Linked DNA regions of Sus scrofa: region 1 is linked to region 2. The links are chromatin contacts, called in public HiChIP or PLAC-seq maps. All regions are on one chromosome and are shown on one strand. Each heading gives the region's core, a stretch centred on a gene start, on an enhancer-like site or on the middle of the called end of the contact. The rest is flanking DNA. Distances are from core to core; before and after follow the strand shown.

Region 1 (3,624 bases), core at 384-2,883, 380 kb after region 2:
AGCTGCTTGACGTGGGGGGTTGTTTGGGTCAGGAAACCAAGAACACAGAGAGTGGAAACATTTTGTGGCCTGCGCCACAAAAGAACAGAGGGGTAAAAGCGGATGTCGTGTGAAAACTAAAACATCAATGCCAGTAACTTTTGAAGGCACAGCAAGCACTCCGTCATTCATGTAAGGGAGGGCTGTGGCTCATCTGGTATTTTAGGTTTCTTTACATTTGCTTTGAACTGCTCTCTATGGCTCTTTATGGCTGTCTTAATCCAACCAGTTTCTTGGGACTTGGGTTCATGTCCAGATGGGGCTGCTGTCCAAGTGCCCACTGGCAGAGCAGTGAAGGTGTGGTGAGGAGGAGCCAGATGAGATCCAGCCTGGGACTTAAGCCTGGGAGAGCCTGACATTATTTAGTGGCACAGGGGTGATGAAGAGCTGACTGTGTGGTGTACGCTGGCATCTTAACTAGAGTTCTGTCTCAGTCATTCATTCCCATGAAGATGAGTTACAAAGAAAAACGTTATCCCCAAGTCATTGATATGCATCTTTGGCCAGAGCTGTGATGTCTTTGGGTGCTAGCTTGAGCCCGCATGTCTGTTAATACCTAGTAGAGACTTAAGAAATTGACCACGTGGTTATAGAATGTTGAGAGGTGGCTGTCGTTGTAAGCGCTTTAGAATTGTGGAGACCTCTGGTTGCACGTGGGAAATGTCTAGTGGACTTTGGAGTGCATGTCTTTGGAATCTGCCTTGTAAGGCTCATGCGCTGCCGTAGACTGCATGTGACTGCCCTTGAGGTTGAAATGCCCCTGACTCTTCCTTCCCGTTTTGCATGCCATGGTTGGATTTGCAGAAAGCTGTTTGGACCAGACTTAACTGAGAAGTTCCTCTGTAGGCACCGACCAGTTCCAAGAGAACACCCCCCTTCCTCTTGCCCTGTTCTGAAGTTAGAAATGCTCAGTAAGGAGACTGTCCTTGAATTTCCATCACTTTGAATGACCTTTTCTTTAGGAATGCTAGACACCGTTTCCCCCCCTCAGCCGAGCTCTGAAAGCTACTCACTCTGTAAGCACAAGACAAAGGAAGCCAGGGAAAGAGGAAGATGCCTCATGGCCAAAGGATGTGACGCAGTGCTTTCCTCATTCTGAGTTCTTATGGCTTACAGCTTGAGGCTCTTTGGTTTTCTTTCTGTTTCACTGTGATTATTACTATTAGAAAGTCTACTGTGTAGAGATACCTGGGATGGGTCTGCCCGTGGGAAAGCCTGTGCGTTCTCTGGCTGCAACGCACAGTCCTTCCCATAACTTCAGAGACGTCTGTCTCCTCAGGAATTACACGAAGTGGTTATCTTTGAATGCTTACCACATGTCTCTTATTCTTTGGAATTCCATCAAATTGGGCATCATTTCTTTCTCCGTATTTTTCTTCTCTATCGTAATGGAAAACTTGAAATCAAAAGGCTGCTGCCCATAACAAGTAAAAACGGCATGGATGCTCGGTAAGTTTAAATCATCCACCTGCGTAGAGATAAACTAGATTGAAATTAGGCAAAATGAACATCCATGGCCACAGCAGTAAGGAAATAACAGTCTCCTTTTCAACTGAGCGGCTTCAATACTTTGAAGGAAGAGAACTTCTAAGAGACTGTGAACCAGAGTGTAGAATCCGAATTCTCTTCCTTGGGTGATTTCTGCCCCCTGCTGGATGTTTGGAGTAGAGCACTATATTCAGCCACTTGCATGGAAAACCTGGTTTTTCAAAGATGATATCCATTTATTATAACAGAAACACAGCTAAATTTTTTCGGAGTCCAAAATTTGTTTTGAAATACCTCTTTTTGAAAAAACTTAAATCTCATTTCTTAGCTTATTTAACAGTCTTGGTATTTTTTTTAAGTGGTAAGGTTACAGGTCAAGTACTTCCTGCTATATTCTGAGTTTTATATTCTATCAACAGTCATGATTTTTTATTCCCTTTGTAAAAAACGTTTCCCTTTCAGAAAGTTTTAATAACCATTCCCAGGAAATCCTCTTAAGGATTTTTGCTTTTCAAACAATATTTCTGGTTTGCTCATATGTTGTGATATGAACATACATAATTATGTATATGTCTTTATTATTAATACCGTGTTATGAGTATTTACTCCATAGTTAATATTTCCAAAGTGGCTGTGTTGCTTCCTACTAGTTTATGCACCATCCTCTACTGAAGGTTCCCCTGGGAGAGGACAGGAATGAAAAATGGGTGTCTGGGAAGCTGAAACAGATGAAGAGTTCCATGGGGCAGCCAATTTCATCTTTTACTCAAGGGCAAGCTTTAGGCCTTCACTCAGTGCTTTTTCTAATAAGCCCAGCTACCTGTTTTCCCCGTTAGCAGTGATAAAGTTGGCAGAGGATAGTAGCCAGGCTGAGAGTAATTAACAATAACTGTAGTAGCAATACTAATAGAGTTCCTGAGAATGAGAGACGAGACCTCAAACTCTTTGCTTTAGCAAAGTCATCACTGTATCATAGCACAGTGATATGTTTTCAGAGTATTATGTCTAAAAGGTAGGAAATGTCTGTAATACATTATTTAATGTATTTACATGAGGGAAAGATTTACATTTAAAACACTTTTTTTCTTCCTCACGTAGTAAGAACATTTCAGGTTTTCGGAAAATCTACATCATCTTGGCAATGCCTATTAAGTGAGGCATCCCTGAACTACTTCCTGAACGCCAAATAATGCTCCTTTTTCTTTTAAATAAAATTCTCACCCATGAAGTGATCCTCTCTTTTTGTTCTTTGCTCTTTTTCTTTTCGTGTTTCCTTGAGGAGTGGTTGGTTTTTTTGTTTGTTTGTTTGTTTTCTCCTTGGTTTGGGGATAATTAGCAGAGTTGGTTGGTTGTTGTCATATCATACTTGCTTTTTTAAGGTGAAGTAAGTGAAACACAGCATCTGAAAAATCTTAGGATAGCTACACAGTCAGGAAACAAGTAACCCCTAGAATGCAAAAAGTGTATGCGTTGAGTAAGAGAAGAGCATGTGGAGAAATTCTGACGATTTGCCTGTTTACACTACAAAGGTATACTAGTATTTTCATAAGCTGAAGTAGGTAATAATATGTATCATTCGGGGGCCATTGATTGCTTAATTACTTTCCCTTTATAGAAAGGATGGCCAGGTCTAATAATAGCTCCAACACCCACCATTCCCACAACACACACAGACACATACATAGCAGCGGCACAGATCTGTACTCTCCTGATAAGTTCTTACTCCGAATACTTGAAATACTCACTGAAGAGTGCTTTGGAAAATCTCAGATGGATATTCACAAAGGACTATTTTTTCAGACATTCGCCCCAATCCAAAAGAAAAAAATTTAAGCCTTAGTATTTGGATGTTAATTTGGACATACAATCTGGAGAGACGCCTTTATCATGGGGTTTTGATAGGTCCTTTAAAAATAGGCAGAAAGGAGTTCCCTGGTGGCTCAATGGGTTCAGGATCCCACACTGTCACTGCTGTGGCCCAGGTCACTGCCGTGGTATGTGTTCGATCCCTAGCCCCTGGAACATCTGCATGCCGCTGGTGCAGCCAAACATTTTTTTAAAAAAAGAAAAAAACAGGCAGAGCAATGAATCCATTTG
Region 2 (3,886 bases), core at 795-3,294:
CTGTGTCTGTGAGCATCTGTGCTCGATCTATTCTATGCATCCACTAGCAGGATGGATGTGCATCAGTCCCACGGCCACTGACTGTTCACTTTACACCATTCCAGTTTAAGAAAGGTTTCATTAGAATGTTCTACTTTGGGAGTTCCCATTGTGGCTCAGGGGAAGTGAATCTGACTAGTATCCATGAGGACGCAGGTCTGATCCTTGGCTCAGTGGGTTAGGGATCTGGTGTTGCAGACATGGCTCAGACCTGGCACTGCTGTGGCTATGGCATGGACTTCATGCAGCTCCAATTCAACCCCTGGTCCAGGAACTTCCATATGCCACAAGTGCAGCCCTAAAAAGAAAAAGACAAAAAATTAAAAAAATTTTTTAAATAATGATTATGATTATGCAATCATAATAATGATTATGATTTCCAATAGCCATCGGAGAAATACATGCATTTTTATGTTGCTAACAAAGACAATCTAAGCGCTACAAGGAGAAGAGTTCCCGTAGTGACACAGCGGAAACAAATCCAACTAGGAACCATGAGATTGTGGGTTTGATCCCTGGCCTTGTTCAGTGGGTTAGGGATCCGGCGTTGCCATGAGCTGTGGTGTAGCTCACAGATGCGGCTCAGATCCTGCGTTGCTGTGGCTGTGGCGTAAGCTGGCGGCTACAGCTCCGATTCGACCCCTAGTCTGAGAACCTCCATATGCCGCCAGTACAGCCCTAAAAAGCAAAAAGACGGGAAAAAAAAAAAAAAAAAAACAAGGAGAGACTACAGACAGACCTATTCATTTTCAGTAGCTATGGGGGGAAATGACTTAATTTGAAGAGTTAATATCTCTGATTCATAAGCTCAGGGGCCTACCTCGGAAGCAGACATGCAGATGTCTACCACAATTACCTCTGTGAAATTAATTAATCAGGTCCGGATAATTCCTTTCTAACTGAGGGCTACCTGAAGCTCGACAGAGGTAGTGTGCTGTAGTGTGGATCTCCATGCAAGGCAAGTCTCTGGTAATTGCTTTTGGGGTTTGGTTTTTTGGGGGTTTTTTTGGGTCATTTTAGGGCCGCACATGTGGCACATGGAAGTTCCCAGGGTAGGGGTCGAATCAGAGCTACAGCTGCCAACCTACACCACAGCTCACAGCAACACCAGATCCTTAACCCAATGAGGGAGGCCAGGGATAGAACCCACATCCTCATGGATCCTAGCGGGTTCACTAACCATTGAGCCACGAAGGGAATTCCATGGTAATTGTTTTCTCTGATTTTTCAGAAACATGAAAAACAGCATGACCTTGCTACACAGACTCCTGAGGAAGTGTTTTCGCAAACACAAAACAAAACTGGCGGTCAAAGTCAAAGTGAGACAATATCTCAAGCCACACTATAATGGACTACAGAAAACCCACAGAGAGATCCAGCACCACTTGTGTACTAGGCCAGCTCCCAGATACACCTCCCCATGTAGCCGACCTTCTTGTCAAGGATACATAGATACATCCGTATCTATAGCATGAGATTCTGCCACGTGGCCAGCATAGCCTGATCCAAGGACAGATGCTGACCAAGCTGGGTCTTGTAAGAGCCTCTCCCATGGGGACAGAAAGGCCCAGAGAATGGAGCTGAGTCACATAAATCACACCAGGGTAGGAGAAGCACCACATCCACCCACTGTGAGGTCCACCCCTATCTGCCTCAATTCTTTCTTTTCCTGTTAAAAATTATCCAACTTTCACTTTTCGAAGGATATAAAACACTATAACTTTCTGCAAACTCTTACCCCTGAGGGGAGCACAGACTAGAAGGATATAACCTCACAGACAAAAAAAGCTGAAATCAGAAACCAAGATTCTAATCCAAATTCATGAACTCCTGTGATCTGTTACTAATCTATACAAGAGACTAGTATCACATTAGCTGTTTGGCCACCCAGTATCCATTCCTTTTTCTGGTAATAAAAGCCCACAATTTCCCTCTGAGTATTCACCTCTTCCCCTCAGTCCTGGTGTTCCTGAGGAGCTGACTCCACCACAGACCCAAGTGTGGCACGTGACCAGAACTGGCCAATCCGAGCCTCATAGCCCCAAACAGGGATTGGCTCAAGGTCAGACATGTGACTCCATAAGAGCCAATGAGACATCATGAGATTTGCTGAGGCTTCTGGGAAAGAGATAGGTGCCCTTTCCTGATGAATCTAAAATGTGAGAGGCCACACAGGGGTTGAATACACTGTAGCCATTTTTCTAACATACAGTGCCTACAACTGAAGTCCACACTGGAAGAGGCAGAGGTGATTAAGTGGGAGAACCTGAGTTCTGATGACCTCACTTTAGCCCTGAATCCAGCTAGCTGTGCCAGGACTTTGCACTTAGGTGAGCCTAATTCAAATTTCTTTGTAGCTCAAGCCAGTTTAGGTTGCTATTTCAGACACTTGAAGCTAATTGATATATATGTGTATATCTGATTAGGACCTCACAAGATGTGAAAAACAAACTGATAGTTGCAAAACAATGTACATACACATGATTATTAATAACATTGGTCACAGTTATTGATTAATAAAAACAAGTGTAAAAGGGAAAAAAATGGCATGGGAGAGAAATGACTTAATATGTGTGATATTTAGTTACTCTGCTTCTTGAAAATATTCCAAAACATTTGTTTAAACAATTTTATCATAAAGCAATAATAATAAAAATAATAACAATAAGAGCCATTTGCTGAATATTTACTGTGTGCCAGATGCTGCTGAAGTGACTATATATTATGTAATCTAACTGAATCTTCATAATGACCTTATAAGGTAGATGTTAACAACATCTTTCCCATTTACAGGTAAGGAAACTGAGGCACAAAGAAGTTACTCACCAACAGTTACTAGAAATAAGAGGCCTGATACAAATGCAGACAATCTGATGCAGCTCATGTTTTGAGCCATGACACTGATTCTGGAGCTATAATCAGAGTTCTAATGCTGTTCCAGTGGAACAGAGACTCAAACTCAAGCGCTCCTAAAAGCTCAAATGTCAATGTAAAATACTACTCTTTTAACTCTGGAATAGTCATAAAGACTAATTCCTACATAATTCTGCATTATGAAAGTATACATATTTAGCCACATTAGTGATTACCATTTAAAAAAAAAATGTGAAAACCCTCAAAAACCTAAACCAATCACATCTTTTGGTTAAGCAAAAGTCCTAGATGTTCCCAAGACTAAGGAGTATATTAATTACCACCTTTCCAGAAAATAACATTTGCATCTTCCACAAAAGTCAACTTTTGAGAACATTCCATCACTGTTATTTTTCACCACTTTTATAGAATAGAAAAATCTATCCATCACAGTATAATACAAAAAAAAGAAAAATTTATGAATTGGACTTTCTCAAAATTAAACATTTTTGCTCTTTGAAAGACACTATTTAAAGAATGAAAAGATAAGCTACAGACTAAGAGAAAAACACTTACAAATCCCATATCTGGAAAAAAAGAAATTTGTATCCAGATGTATAAAGAATTTTCAAAACTCAACAGTAAGAAAACAACCCATTTAGAAGCTGGGCAAGAGATTTCAACAGACACTCCACTAAGAGGATATAACGATGGCAAATAAACTCATGAAAAGACATTCAATGGCATTAATCATCAGAGAAATGCCAATTAAAACCATGACCTGATACTACTACATACCTATTAGAATGGCTAAATTAAAAATACTGATTATCAGAGTTCCCGCTGTGACACAACGAAATGAGCAGCATCTCTGGAGCCCTGGGACATAGGTTCTACCCACAACGAGGCACAGTGGGTTAAGGGTCCAAAGTTGCAGCAAAGGTCACAACTGCGACTTGGATCTGATCCCTGAACTCCATATGCCAAAAGGTGG

The links. HiChIP or PLAC-seq counts read pairs in DNA pulled down with a chosen protein or histone mark.
Region 1: a contact with region 2 is called in an H3K27ac HiChIP or PLAC-seq map of alveolar macrophages. The contact joins two enhancer-like sites. A contact is called at or near these places in 1 of 47 Hi-C or Micro-C datasets (embryonic fibroblasts) and 1 of 2 datasets of contacts at active chromatin or transcription factors (alveolar macrophages).

The regions. Positions count from the first base shown.
Region 1 is chr12:14,011,253-14,014,876 of Sscrofa11.1, forward strand. The region is part of intron 8 of PITPNC1 (phosphatidylinositol transfer protein, cytoplasmic 1); the gene reads left to right. Among named protein-coding and RNA genes, the nearest start is that of NOL11, 23 kb to the right of the region's middle. Within about 2 kb of position 1,634, at least 24 of the 83 cell types and tissues checked have an H3K27ac peak or open chromatin away from gene starts, as enhancers often do. A contact at or near this core is called in alveolar macrophages, where this site is marked.
Region 2 is chr12:13,631,912-13,635,797 of Sscrofa11.1, forward strand. The region is part of intron 3 of HELZ (probable helicase with zinc finger domain); the gene reads right to left. Among named protein-coding and RNA genes, the nearest start is that of HELZ, 21 kb to the right of the region's middle. Within about 2 kb of position 2,045, at least 3 of the 83 cell types and tissues checked have an H3K27ac peak or open chromatin away from gene starts, as enhancers often do. A contact at or near this core is called in alveolar macrophages, where this site is marked.